Regions from separate parts of the Mus musculus genome. Here all the other regions are linked to region 3. Evidence: chromatin contacts called from public HiChIP or PLAC-seq data. All regions are on one chromosome and are shown on one strand. Each heading gives the region's core, a stretch centred on a gene start, on an enhancer-like site or on the middle of the called end of the contact. The rest is flanking DNA. Distances are from core to core; before and after follow the strand shown. Region 1 holds the start of Slc7a10 (solute carrier family 7 (cationic amino acid transporter, y+ system), member 10). Region 2 overlaps Chst8 (carbohydrate sulfotransferase 8). Region 3 overlaps Pepd (peptidase D).

Region 1 (4,742 bases), core at 460-2,959, 210 kb before region 3:
TGGACTGGGTGTTCATCTCTCCCCTACACCACCATTCCCATCCTCTTGCAGATGGCTGGCAGCCTGGCAGCCTCTGATGCTAGGCTCTCCTCTCCACCATCTCTGAACCTCTCTGGCACCATAGCCAGCCCCACCAGTGACCCAAGTGATAAGTAGGCTTCCCTTTTGCGGGGAGGAGGTACAGTACCCTGAAAATGGTGTTGGCTGAAGGCAAAGCTCTAACCACTGCTCTGGCCTGGCCCACAGGCTCGGTCCTTTCTATTATCAGACAGTCAGGGGGGCTGGAGGGACATCAGGACCAGTCCCTGGGAGATAAGCATTCTAGAAGGAAGAAGGCAGGTGGTGGAATTCTCTGGAGCTGGGTTCAGGGGTGACTCTGGGTAGGAGTGCAGGGGATACCCAAGAGACACTACATCTCTCCAGCTGGAGTTTCTCATGGAAGGGCACAGAGCAGAAGGTAAAGATCACACACACACACACACACACACACACACACTTCAGCCTTTCTCTATCTCCAGGGGTCAAAGGGCAGAAAGAGAGCTATTTGGCTGCATCCCTACTGTGTGCCACTTCCTACTGGCTGGGAAAGGGGACAATCAAGACCCCAATTACTGCTCTTTTAGACCCCCAACTCCTGGGCACAGGGAATCAGAAAAGGCCCCGCCCAAGAGGTCTAGTCCAGTTCTCCTTCAGGAGTCAAGGGACAGACAGAGGTGGGGTTGCTGCCCAACCCTGTCCCCGGGGCATTCTACCTATGCAAAAAGCACCATCTGTAGGAAGAGCGAGAGGGGCCAGGCCATGAGAGCACCCATTCAGATGCCACCAGATCACGAGAGTGCTCACTTGGATCCCAGGGCTGAGTGGGTGCTCTCCTGGAGGCTTGGTCTGCTCCTGGCTACTTCGCTACCTCTCCTCGGATTCTGTGGCCACCTCTGCCAGGAAGGTCAGCTTCGTGGCCTTTAACCCTTGCTTTAGACTCTACCCGGCCATTTACCTTCCTGCTTTCCAAGAACAGATGGCTTCACTTCCCTGGCACTTGAATCTGGCACACAGTAGGGATGCACACAGGCTGCCCTGCAGCCCAGAACTTGCCACTCAAGCCAGGCCTAGCAATTATTTCCGTTTCCTAGGTGGGAACAGGGGACTTGCCTTGGTAAAGCCCCTCAGCTGAGTGAAGGCCAGGGGAGGGTTGCAGCAAGGAAAGCCCCCACCCGAACCCCCACCCCCTTCCAGGCGCAAATTTTCAGAGAGGTTGGGGAGGTGAGGGCAAGAAGTTTTGTGACTGGTTTGCCAGGTTCTGTTCCGAATGGGGTCAAGTGTATTCTCCAGCTATGGCAGCAGGTGCTCGAAGGGTTCCTTTGCCCCTGTGGTCTTATGGTCTTCGTGAGGGAGGAACATAAAGGGGTTCCCCCAGTACTTCCACGCTATGTACGCCCTACTCACCGATGATGATGGTGCAAGCGCTCACCAGCCCGATCTCTTTCTTGAGTGCCACCCGCTCCGAGGCGCCCGGGCCGGGACCAGGGCCCGGGGAAGGCGAGGGCGCAGGGCCGGGGTTCCCGTGCCCGCCTGGCTGTTGTATGTGGCTTGCCATGTCGCTGTCCCGCCTCATCCCAGTTCCCTGCGCTACCCCGTCTGTCCGGCCCGCAGCCAGTCCTCCGTCGGTCGGTTCGTCTGTCGGTGCGCTCGCGGCCCTCGCAGCCCGGGACAGCGCCCACAGGCGGGCGCATGCGCTGGCACGGGGCCCGGGCCCCCGGGGGCCCCCGGGCGGCTGGATCCAGGGAGGGACGGAAGGAGGGACGGCCGGCAGCCCCCTCCCCCACCGCCCTTAAAGGGAACTCCCCCTTCCCCCCCACCCCCAACCCTAGTCAGGGGAGACAGGAGGGGACTGGGATCAGACTTAGAAAGGACTTCCTAGTTGAGTGAACGAAGGGGCTACACCCAGACTTGGGTGAGGTGGGGGAGAAGAGCTCAAAGACCAGGCTGTCCCTGCGCTCAAGGAGTGTGAGCAAGACGTGCTGGGGTAGGCGGTGCTGCATGCCCCAGCCTGTACTTTCTAAATCCCTCAAGCCCCATTTGTGAAGGGTGGGCATTGCACAGGTTGAAAACCACCGCCTAGCGGCAATTAGCCTGACAGTGGCACGGTCTCCATGAAGACTTTTTGATAGCTCCCTGGCCTCTAGGCGGTCCTGACTGAGTCATTTGGGATGAATGGAGACTGTCCTTAAAACAATTCTGAAGGCAAAAGGCTTGAGAAGAGTTGAAGATAAGGAGACCCCAGTGGGGCCCCGGGCATCCTGGGAGTTTGGGACAGTCCCCATCACCATCAAATCTATCCCTGCCTCAGCATCCCCTAATTCCTCTTCGGGTCCAGCCTTAGGTCCCCACCGCAGACTCCTCTACACAGGTCAGTCAGGGCACAGTGGACTGGGACTTTGGCCCAGGCCGTCTAGCATGGCTCAAGGTGACCAGACCGCTGGAAGTGCCAGAGAGACGGGAAGAGAACAATTGTGGTAGCAAGGAGGTATCGGGCCCAGGATCCTGGGAAGCCTGCCTCCTCCCGGAAGCCATTGGGCGGTGCAGCCCAGATCGCGGGGCAAATTCATGCGCGGGTGGTGCGAGGGAGCAGGGCCGCGTCGGGGCCACCGGGGCGGCGGGCGGAGCGAGGCTGGCACGGTGTGGCCGACGGCGGAACAGCTTTTGTGTGTTGCTGGCGATAGCTGCGTCGCGCCGTCCCCTGCATGAGGATGAGGCCACTCGGGGCCACCGGTCCTTCCCCCGATCGCGGCCTCAGAGTTTGCTGGGGAAGGGCAGGGAGGACCCGAGATGGGACGAGTTCAGGAGCCCAAGAGCCTGGGCTGGGGGCGGAGCACGGAGGTGGGGTCTTGGCCAGGGCCTGGTACTTCGAAATTGGGGCGGGGACTTGATAAATAGAAGAGGGAGGACTCTGGGGGGACCAGGAGGGGGAAGCCACTCGGCAGAGCTTCATCCTTCGCACTCCCGACGAAGCCCAACATTCTTGGCGACCTCTGCCTCCCGCCCCAGAGACGATAAGCTGAACGTGGCAAGACTCTCTTAAAGGAACCTCGTGCGGTGCTGGGTCAGGCTGGGGTGGGCTGGGATAGGGGAGAGCGGTCCTGATACCCAGGACACTCATGAGTGTTGCAGGTAGTAAGGACCTGAGAGGCTTGACTTTCTGATTTGACTAGCGACTCCGTTGTCTTTGCAATGCCAAGGTCGCCTGGGTTAGGGTCCAGCCAGAAGGATTTCCCCTGAGGCTCTTTGTCAAGGGGCAGAGGGTGGCATCAGAGTCACAGGCCAGAAGCCAGTAGTTTTTCAGAGATGAGCCTCTCCGGGGACTTGGAATGTGGAGTCTGTGTTTGAGAAGGGTTGAGTCTGTTAAGGGTTGAAGATGGTGTTTGCATGTCTCTCCTGGGATATATATAGCTCAGGGATCATTAGGAGGTAAATGTGGGACCTTCTAAAAAGATGGTAATCCATGACTTAAGCGAAGCAAGCCACAAAACTCTAAACAAGTTAGAAACACGGCTGCCTTCACGTGGAAAACAAACAAACAAACAAACAAACAACTCAGACCCCAAATGAATCCAAAAGCTGGACAGAGTGCTCGGGAAGTAAAAACCAAAACTCCACAACTGCCATACTTAAACGGTGACATAGTAAATGTTTTCCCATGGAGGCCTGAGTAAGAGGAGACATTAGCACTCATTGGTTGTATACAATATGGTGCTAGTCAGTGTCACAAGGCAAGAAAACAATGAAAAGCAGTTCGAAGTAGGCAGTGGGCAGGGAGGCAAAACCTGTCATTTAGATATGATATGTTTGAGTATACAGGAAGTAAAGTACAAAGATACATTGTAGGTTGATAAGTTTGTTAGTCACTGGGTATACGGTTAATATCCAGAAATAAATTATATTTCTGTATGCCAGCAAGAAATAGAAAATAAGCTTTTAATAACATAAAAACAATTACTCTGACTAGAGGGCTGGCTCGTAGGTTGAATGCACTTGCTGATCTGGCTGAAGACCCTGGTTCAGTTCCCAGCACACACATAAAGGTCCACAACCAACTGTATCTCCAGTTCCAGTGGATCTAGCACCTTCTTCTGTCTACTACTGGTATTGCACACATAGTGCACATAAACTCACACAGGCTCACACCATACACATAAATGTTAAGAAAAAAATTTTAAAAAACACTCAAGATTATACTTTGTTTGGCTATGGAATCTAAAATAGGTTTTCCCCCATTGAGAGTGGAAGTGCATGCCTTTAATCCCAGGATTCAGGAGACAGGTGCCGGTAGATCTCTGTGTGTTTGAGGCCAGCCTGGTCCACATAGTAAGTTCCAGACCAGACCAAAGCTTACACAGTGAGAATTTGTCAAAAAACAAAATAACAACAAAAACAGAAACAAAAACAAAACAAAAAACCTTTTTTTTGCCAAGTTAACTAGAATAAATTGATACTTGACACATCTCAACTTGTATTTGTTTTGTTTTGTTTTTTCTTGGAGAGTAGTAAGAGGATGAAACTTGGTAAGGTGCTGTTGATACACAGGTGAAGTAAAATGACTTTGGAAGACCTGTATCCTAGTGTGGAGGATACAAGGTATCAAAGCAAAGCTAAAGTAATTCATCAGTGAAACAAACTGAATCATAGAGATATACTCTTTCTGGTTTATCACCACCAAGGGACACTGCAGAGTAGTGGAGGAAAGA
Region 2 (4,400 bases), core at 1,020-3,519, 170 kb after region 3:
ATGGACATGGTAAGGTGTCTAAAGTTTGACAAAGAGGGTGAGGGAGTCCAGCTAGGGCAGCTGTGCTGACCCTCAAGACACAGAGACCACGCCTCCCGGATATGGAGTGAGCCCACCTCCGAGAACCAGCAGTGCCAAGTTCACAGGGCACTGGGTGCCCAAGAGAAGCAAGTGGGTAAGATTCGTTAGAGAGTTCTAGAAGTTTTTCTGGAAGAAGCCAACTCGGGGCTGCTTACCTCCAAGGCAAAGAGTGAGAACGCCATCTTTGGTATTGGTGGAAACTCTCTCCAAGGTTTGGGATCAGAGGGCACAGTCTGTGGGAGCCAAATCCAAGTCACTTTAAAACAGGGCAACAAATGACTCCACGACACACATTGTTTATGGAATGTGTAGGCGGGGTGTGAAGATGCAAGAGCTAAAAGCAGTTTGAGGAAAACAACACCTTTTTTTTTCTTTCTGGCTGGAAGGCAGATTAGAAAGGTTTATGCTCCTCTGTGATAACTAATATGAAAGGTTTATCAACGTTTTTTAAAAAAAAAAGCCTGACATTTTTTGCGAAATTGATTTGAAGACTTGGCAGGTTTGAGGAATCATTCAGTAACGTTTTTACGGGTCGATGCTAATTTGATGCTGCCGACCGGCACGACGCGCCAATTTACTGCCAGACCAGCATTAAGCACGGACCTTCCATGCGAGTTTTATAGGCGGACAGCTCATAAAGATGTGTGCTTGACAAGTATTCTGCCTCTCTTAGGATGTAGAGTATGAAGTGTTTATCAAAAACCACCTAAATCGACCCTGCTTCGGACTCATAAACAATCTGGGGACTTCAGCCCCATACTTCACTCAGTATTTCATGTCTCACCAATCCAGATCCTGGTGTGTGTGTGCTGGGAGCCTTTGTCTCCAGAAGCCACTTCCAGACACATGACAAACTCTGGGGGGAGGGGCCTCCAGTGTTCTGAAGGATTGCTTTGGAAATGGTCTCCTGGGCACAACCACTCCTAGCCACACAGCCGCTCAGGCAGGGTTGTGGGAGCTCAGGACAGTCTCCCGGGGAGGGCTGAAAGGTGTCCCTCTTAGACAGCTCCATGGCTCCAAAGGTTCCCTGAAAGAAATCAGAGGTTATCAGGTATGTTGGAACAAGCCTGCAATCCTAGCATTTGAGATGCTGAGGCAGGAGGATTGCTAGTCTGATGCCAGCCTGGAAGAGAAAAAACAGGACGGGGAGGGAGAGGGGTTAGGAGAGGAGGGGGATGAAGGAAGGGGGGAAGGAAGGAAGGAAGGAAGGAAGGAAGGAAGGAAGGAGGGAGGGAGGGGGAGGGAGAGAGAGAAAGAGTGAGGAAGAGAGAGAGGAGAGCTCAGAGGCTACGCGGGAATGAAGTCTTTGGCCTCAGGGTTATACATTTTTGCTTTCATCCCTGGGATGGATTCTCTCTCTCTCTCTCTCTCTCTCTCTCTCTCTCTCTCTGACTGTCTGAGCCACACCCACTAAGGCCCTCCTCTGGTTTGCTCTGAACACCAGAAAGTGTTTAACAATAAAACTCCTCTCCTTTGATCCCAGACTCCAGAGACAGAGGCAGGTGGATCTTTGTGAGTTTTTGGCCAGCCGGGTTTATATAGCAAGTTCCAGGCAAGTTAAGGATATGTTGAGAGACCTTATCTTAAAAACAAACAAACAAACAAACAAACAAACAAACAACTGACCAGCAAAAGCAAACCTATCTTTTACCAATGAAAACCCCTCCCAATACTTCCCACTGAGCCGGTTGCACACTTACTCTGCTTTCTCCCCTTTCTGGATCGTCTGGCCCCACCCCAGTGCTAATTGCCTGGGCTTAAAAGGAGCAGATTGCAGGAGGAGGGTGGGGGAGCTTATAGACCTCCATCAGCAGAAAGCCCCCTGGGCTTCTGGCAGGGGAAATCTGATCTTGGGCAAATGTCAAGGAGTCTTTTTGAAATCTGTGTTATGATATCAGCTTACTGAAGGCATAGGACTTCATCTGGATTTCATAAATATTGTATGGGCCACCCTTATCTCCACGTTGGCCAGCCTGAGAACACTACAGCAACCGGCCTTTTCTAGACACACACACACACACACACACACACACACACCCCTCCCCATTGCCTTCACCATCAATTGCAGAGTTGTCATGTAAAGCCAATTGGTGATATTTCAATCACAATGTCCCTGTAACAAATTTCATTCAAATTCCCGGGAAGAGAGTTAAGGCTTCGTCTTGCTGCGGGGAGAATGGCAGGCTAAATGTAGCTTCCTGGGGCCCTGGCAGCCATCCAGCGCTTTGTAATTTATACTTCTCCTTCCTGGCTCTCCAAGTGACCTTGGAACCTCAGTGCTGCTAGATTTCTTAGGTTCACCCGGGGTGCTCTCCACCCCCCCCCCAGGCAAGCTCTTCCAGACCCACCCATCCTGTGGGAGTTTGGAGGAGGCACCCCAAAAGCACATGGCTGGTGATGGGAAGATTGCTTGTTGCTGCTGACCTTTTTCTGCTAAAATTGATGTCAGCTGTGAAAGCACCAAACACACTGCTGGAAGGTGGCTTGCAGGTGACAGGAGTCTCTCTCCAAGCCCCACAGCCAGCAGGTAAACCTGGAAGGACGAGGTGGGGGAGGGGTGGCGTGCAGTTACACTCATCTGCAGCTATTTTGGTTGAAGAATAAACGAAGTGACACCCCCCCCCCCGCCCCAAACTGCTGCCAGTACAGGATCTAGCATGGGGGTGGCGTGTAAGAAAGATTAATGTACAGTTAAAACCTGTGTATGGGCAAGATTACAGGGCGACGCTATCGAATGCAAACACTGCAGCCGTCTAATTAAGGGGAGTTACAGGCTTCCTAGGATGTGTTTGCTGAAGGGAGTACTGGGGGAGGGGGCCTGTCTGTGGCGCGTATTGGTGCAGACTTGCCCCTGGCATATCGTGGGAGGCCACGTGGAGGGGTATGTAAGAGTCAGGAATTAGCCTGCCCGTCTCTGGTCTCCAAGCATCTAGCTCTTTCTCCAAACCACTCTGATCTCTGTCCCCCTCCTCACCTTTGCCTCCAAGACAGTGAGAACCCTTGACTATCTTTTTTTTTTTTTAACTGTTTTTAATTTCTCCTGCTTTGTCAGCTTTTTAAGAGATATGTTACATTATGTGGAAATTGGATGCTAACAAGATTTGTATGAATAAATTAGACTCTTAACTTTTTATGTTATTACAAAATTGAAATGGACTCTAATGACAGTCAGAATTAATGTTCTGTTTCAAATAAATGCTGGGGGTGTGACTGCATCTTCATTGTGGTCCTCCGGAGCCCTGCCTACATGGCTTTGCCTGAGAAGCCACCTCTGCCTTTCTCCTGGGAGATGGGGAGTGGGGGGGGTGGGGGTGGAGGGAGAAGATCTTGCTGTTACCTATGGAGTTCCCTGCCCATCCAAGGGTTGGGAACATGCGTTCTGTTTATATCTTTAGGTCCAGGTTTCCTAGGGGCTACTGGGAATTTCTGCTACTGGGGCTCCTAGTGGGATCTGTAGAGAGAGTTGCCCTGGGCCTTGAGTCATACCCTCACCTGTATGCAGGGGCCGGCTTTGTAGGCAGACACACCTTCCAGCCACCAATTGTAAGGTCTTGAGTAGGCTCACACTTCAGTCCAGAGCCCTCTCCTCAAGGCCCTCAACCAACCGTCTTAAGGTTTCCAGGGAATGCAGTCTTGATGTTGGAAACTTAGGGGGTTTTCTATCCTTAAACCACTTGTGTGGCAGCTAAGTCCTCCTTGGCTGAGGTCAGCGTCCCTGGGGATCTATCCTGACTTACTTGACATTGACAAGTGAAAAGCGAAGAGGAAGAGGAAGGACGCATTGTCTCGGGATTCAAAGTGCTTGATGATTCAGAGTGCTCAGTTGACCCCATGAGTTAGACAGAACACCATCCCAGTGGTGAGGACATGCCATGGAGGAATTTCTTCATGGGAAGCAGGAAGCAGGGCAGGGGATGCAAGAAGGGGCCACAGCAAGATATAGTCCCTAAGGATATACTCCAGGGGTCCTGGGAGACAGCCTAGTGGTTAAGTGCTTGTTGCTCAAGCCTGGCAACCTGAGTTCAGATCCCTAACATTCCGTGTGTATGGGGGGAGGGGTGCTGATCTATATGTCTATGACTCAAGCAGATGGGAAGCAGACAGGACACAGGAGCTCACTGGAGAGCCAGACTACTTGAACTGGGTGATCTCCGTGTTAAGCCAGAGACTTTAGCACAAAAAAAAAAATAGAGAGATGGGGAAATGTCTTAGAGGATAAAACACCTATTCTGTAAATGCAAAGACTGAATTCAGATCCCAGAACCTACATAAAAGCCAGGAAGAACAGTGGCCACCTATGAGTCCATGGGGTATCTATA
Region 3 (4,545 bases), core at 747-3,246:
AACCTAGGCAGCGACACCTTCAGATGTGACGACAACCACGGACAACTGTCTTTCCACTACGTCCAGGAGCAGACTTTGCACCTCATTGCTGTTACCACCTCTTCCACTCTTCCCTGCATGCCCATGCTCACCAGCCCCTTTATGCTGAGTTCTCAGTGACCCCATGATCAGGTGCTCCTATTGGCTGAGGCCCACAGACAGACACTATTTCCCTCTATAGTAGTGGTTCTTAATCTTCTTAATGCTGTGACCTTTTAATACAGTTCCTCATGTTGTGGTTATAAAACTATTCCACTGCCACTTCATAACTAACTGTGCTGCTGTTATGAACTGTAATGTAAATATATGATATGCAGGATATCTGATATGCAACCGCAAAGGGATTGAGATCCACAGGCTGAGAATCACTGCTCTAGAATCTAGCCGTCCACATCTAGCCGTCCACATGGGCCACAGGTGGATGTGGCATGCACGATACACATGAGAAAACCAGCTGGTCTTCATGCCAAATCTTCGCACTTGACACCCTCTGTATACCTATACCTGTCCACCTGGCAGCGTGCTGGCAAAGCTTCAGACTGCTCTGTCCGTAACTCAGAGATCCAGGCACCAAGCTCCCCCCAGGATACCTAGCAGCCCAGTGTAATGCACAGCCAAGGAATCCAAAAAGAAAAGAGAGTTTTACATCAGTGTAGACCAAAGCAAAGGATAATACTAAGAAATTATAGTCAGGGTACTGGAGGGAGGGCTCAGGGGTCAAAAGCACTTAGTGATCTTTCAGATTTGGTTCCAGGGCCACATCATGTAGAGTTACTACTTGTAACTCCTGTTCCAGGGATCCACTGTCCTCCTCAGGCACCTGTATGCACATGGTACACATAAACTAACACACACACACACACACACACACACACACACACACACACATACACACACGCACACATGCATAAGAGAGGAATGACAAGATGGCTCAGCAGGGAAAAGCACTTGTCTCCAAGCCTGACAACCTGAGTTTTGATCCTTGGGGACTCAAGAGTCAGAAGAGATAATCTTCTGACCTCCACAGGCATGCTCAGGCATGCTCAGGCATGCGTGCTCCCCCCCCCCCCCCCACACACACACACACTAAACCAACTGACTAAATATGAGAGGTCAGTCAGTCTTTGGCAGAAGAAGGGGACTGACTCTAAGGATCCTGTGGACACCAAGCAGCATCCCCAGACACCCCAGCCGCTTGCACCCACACCTCCTCCCCTAACATTTCAAACCAACTGGAGGTTACCTATAAGACCCAAACAATGTCCACAGTGATTACATTGTGTAGCCTGCAGGAAGACAAAGAAAGGCCTGTGCATGTTCGGTTACTGACTCAAATTAAGTAAAAGTTTGTGCCACAGTTGGCAGGTGGCTGAATCTGTGATGCAGGATGCTCAGGTACAGAAAGCTGCTTGTATTATTTATTTGTATGGTTAGACGGGATAATGGCAGGGTAGTTATAGAAAGGGAAACATCTCACTGACTGAGAGACGTCTCCTGAAATATTTACATGGGGAATGACATGATGTCTGGGCTGTTCATATACGCCAGCAAACCAAAACATAAACACAGAACTAAACAACAGTGGATGAGCACCCCGGGGTTCATTACGCCATAGGACTCCCTTACATTTCTGAGAAATGAAACCCCTCCATTACACTCAGGCACTCCTTGCTACAGACCCAAAGCCCATGTAGCCCTGCCTAGGGGCGGCAGCAGGGTCAGGGACAAGGTCAGGGCTGAGGAAAGAGTGTCTCAGGGTCACTTCCAGAGCCAACCCCCTACAGCACAGGGTACAGCTGACTGACAGGCAGAGGTGGTGGGGGCCCCATGCTGAGATATGCTATTCCTGCTCTGATTTCTTGGTTATTTTTATTTGAGGCATCTGTTATGGGTCACTATGAGTCAACTCAATTGGGAACAGGTTTCTGGGCCAGTGCCAGTCTGAGGGGCTCATAGTTCCGCCTTCCACCCTGGGCTAGCCGATGCTTCTCATCTCAGATCCTTGAGTGGGAGGGGGAATGCTGTGCAAACTGCAATCAAAGAGGCTGTGCACGCCCTTCCCCAGTGTCCTTGGCAAGACAGAGGCTCCCTCAGCTTTGATAGACAGTTGTTACATGCCCCCTCCTGGGACACCATAGCAGCTGAGGAAAGCCATCTTAACAATTCCGTGTCCTTCAGGGTAAGAAGAGGACTCCAGGCACTCAGCTCACCTTTCAGGGTTAAACTCTGAAAAAAGGCCTCCATTTCCAAGTCCACAGTAAACACTAGTGTCCCACTGGCCACTGCTGACCCCACCTGTGTGCTCTTCACACTGATGTGGCAGGCAAGGCCATGAGGGTTGGGACAGCATAATAGTCCTTTCTCTGCTGCTATAATAAAATACCCAAGGTTGGCTATTTTATAAAAGAAAAGAGGTTTGCATAGTTTATAATTTTGGAAGCTAAAAGTTCAAGATGAGGCTCACTGGTTTGGTCACTTAAGAAGCTAGTGATCCAGGTGTGGCCAGGTTGGCTCTTTTTACAATCCTTTCTTAAGAACTACCTTTGAGTACAGGACTCCCAGTGACACAGGGGCCTCTCAATAGGCCCCACCTCAAAGGTCCAACTCTGGTCACATCACCACACTGTAGTCCCAGCTTCCCTGGGTCCTTCCAAGGACAGGAGCCCTTGGAAGACACAGCAGAAAAGAATCAGTTTTCCCTCACACAGGGCAGGCCTGATGGCCACCAGAGGGGTCTGGGGCTGTCAGCATGGGAAAGGGGATAACAGTTGTCAAGCACATACAAACCCAGGTAGGAGAGGGAACCTGGGATGGGAAAGGTGACAAGTCCATCTCGGGGCCACGGGGTAGTCACCGATGGGAGACCCAGGACAGGGTGAGGGATCTGATCTGGGTCATAGAGCAGAGCAGGGCTTCCCCAGGCAGCGCCCAGGCATGCCGACCAGCGAGTGGCAAGCCTAATTGGAGCTGGAGTCAGACGGGGCTCTCCAGGGAGCTTTATGAGCCACTTAACCATCTCTCGACCCAGTCGCCCGAGCACAGCAGCCATAATGGTGCTGTTTACACATAAAAATGGCAAGCTGTTTTACTAGTGGCTTTTGGAGGTACGATAGCGGCTATTGGGTAAAGTTCCCCCCACAAATTGCAGAAACAAAGTCCAGGAGTGGAATGATGGGACACTAAACCAGCCTGGAAAGTGATCAAGGCCCATTACCATCAAACACTGCCAGGAGCCAGGGAGGTGGCCGCCACCAGAGGGACCATAATCTCTGCCTAGGATCCCAAGGCTGCATATAGTCCCCACTTGATCGCGTGTGCTCTGCTCCAGCCCCTCATCTGTTACTTGCTTGGGGAACATAAATTGCTGGTTTTTTACATTTTAATCTTTACTCGGAGACACACAGCTTACCTTTCCATCTCGTATTCCTTCATCCCCACTTTTACAGCCTTCATTACCTAGAGGACGGGCATTAAGCAAAGACATTTGTATTAAGCAGATAAGTAACACGGCTTTATAAATAATGTATAACACTTTTTCAAAAGCTCCTCTTTAAAGGAAAAAGGAGGGGTGATCTGTGCACAGTGGTGCAGAAAAGTGACAAATTGGACCTTTGCAATGGCTCCAAGACCCACAGAGTTTACGTGGACCACTGTGGAGCACCTTGGTTTGGAAGCCGATAAACACCATGCTATAGCTTGCAGGTGGCCAGAAACCTAAAGACGGAAGATTTGATCAAGATGTTTGGCGAATCCTGAATATTAAGGCAGGGTCTTATTTATTTACTTACTTTTACCTGATTTTCATGAACAGAGAAATTAGCCAGAGCAAGAGATAACACGGCCTTTTGACGATGGGGCCATCTGTTAACACTTAGCTGTGAGGGTCCCTGAGCAGGCAGGCTAGCCCAGGCACCTTAGGGAGCTGTCTATGGAAAATGGGTGATGGGCAGACTTGGTAAAGCACACCTGCAATACTGCAACTTGGGAGGTGGAGGCGGTAGGATCGTAGCTTTGAGATAGCCTGGGCTACACAGTGAGCTCAAGGTCATCCTGAGATATATAGCAAGATGCTGTCTTTAAAAACAAAAAGAGAGAAAAGAAGAAATGGCTCAGTGATTAAAGAATGCTTGCTGCTCACTCATGAGGACTGGAGTTTGGGTCCCAGCACTCACACTGGGCTCGAAACCATCTGCAACTCCGGCTCCAAAGGATCCGGTGCCCTCTTCTGGCCTCCAAGGCCACCACACTCAGATGTGCACAGACTTACACAGGTACAAGTATACACACAATAGTTTAGATTAAAAGAAAAAGAAAAAAAAGATGGTGTGGTTTGAAGCAGAATGGCCCCATAGGATCATAGATCTGAATGTTTGGTCCCCAGGGAGCAGCAATTTGAAAGGATTAGGAGGTGTGGCCTTGTTGGAGGAAGTGTACCACTGAGGGTAGGCTCTGAGGTTACAGAAGCCGGTGCCAAGCCCAGAGTCTCTTTCTTCCTGCTGCCTACTG

Evidence for each region. HiChIP or PLAC-seq counts read pairs in DNA pulled down with a chosen protein or histone mark.
Region 1: an HNF4G HiChIP or PLAC-seq map of pancreatic cancer cells shows a contact between it and region 3. The contact joins the promoter of Slc7a10 here to the enhancer-like site in region 3. A contact is called at or near these places in 7 of 39 promoter capture datasets (the 3T3-L1 cell line, the HPC-7 cell line, embryonic stem cells and 3 more), 1 of 484 Hi-C or Micro-C datasets (bone marrow-derived macrophages), 7 of 115 datasets of contacts at active chromatin or transcription factors (bone marrow-derived dendritic cells, embryonic stem cells, epiblast stem cells and 2 more) and 3 of 9 other capture datasets (adipose tissue, embryonic stem cells and liver).
Region 2: an H3K27ac HiChIP or PLAC-seq map of embryonic stem cells shows a contact between it and region 3, with 6 read pairs. The contact joins two enhancer-like sites. A contact is called at or near these places in 6 of 39 promoter capture datasets (cranial neural crest, embryonic stem cells, frontonasal cranial neural crest and 2 more), 6 of 115 datasets of contacts at active chromatin or transcription factors (embryonic forebrain, embryonic hindbrain, embryonic midbrain and 3 more) and 1 of 9 other capture datasets (adipose tissue).

The regions. Positions count from the first base shown.
Region 1 is chr7:35,183,352-35,188,093 of GRCm38.p6, reverse strand. It overlaps Slc7a10 (solute carrier family 7 (cationic amino acid transporter, y+ system), member 10), which reads right to left and starts at 1,709. Exons shown (of 11, transcript NM_017394.4): 1 at 1,444-1,709. The coding sequence starts at 1,612. Gm38988 (a long non-coding RNA gene) reads left to right here and starts at 3,137. Exons shown (of 4, transcript XR_003946743.1): 1 at 3,137-4,742.
Region 2 is chr7:34,796,725-34,801,124 of GRCm38.p6, reverse strand. The region is part of intron 1 of Chst8 (carbohydrate sulfotransferase 8); the gene reads left to right. Among named protein-coding and RNA genes, the nearest start is that of Gm38987, 14 kb to the left of the region's middle. Within about 2 kb of position 2,269, at least 23 of the 459 cell types and tissues checked have an H3K27ac peak or open chromatin away from gene starts, as enhancers often do. A contact at or near this core is called in embryonic stem cells, where this site is marked.
Region 3 is chr7:34,970,607-34,975,151 of GRCm38.p6, reverse strand. It overlaps Pepd (peptidase D), which reads right to left. Exons shown (of 15, transcript NM_008820.2): 9 at 3,449-3,495. Among named protein-coding and RNA genes, the nearest start is that of Gm35534, 17 kb to the left of the region's middle. Within about 2 kb of position 1,996, at least 39 of the 459 cell types and tissues checked have an H3K27ac peak or open chromatin away from gene starts, as enhancers often do. A contact at or near this core is called in embryonic stem cells, epiblast stem cells, extraembryonic endoderm stem cells and 1 more, where this site is marked.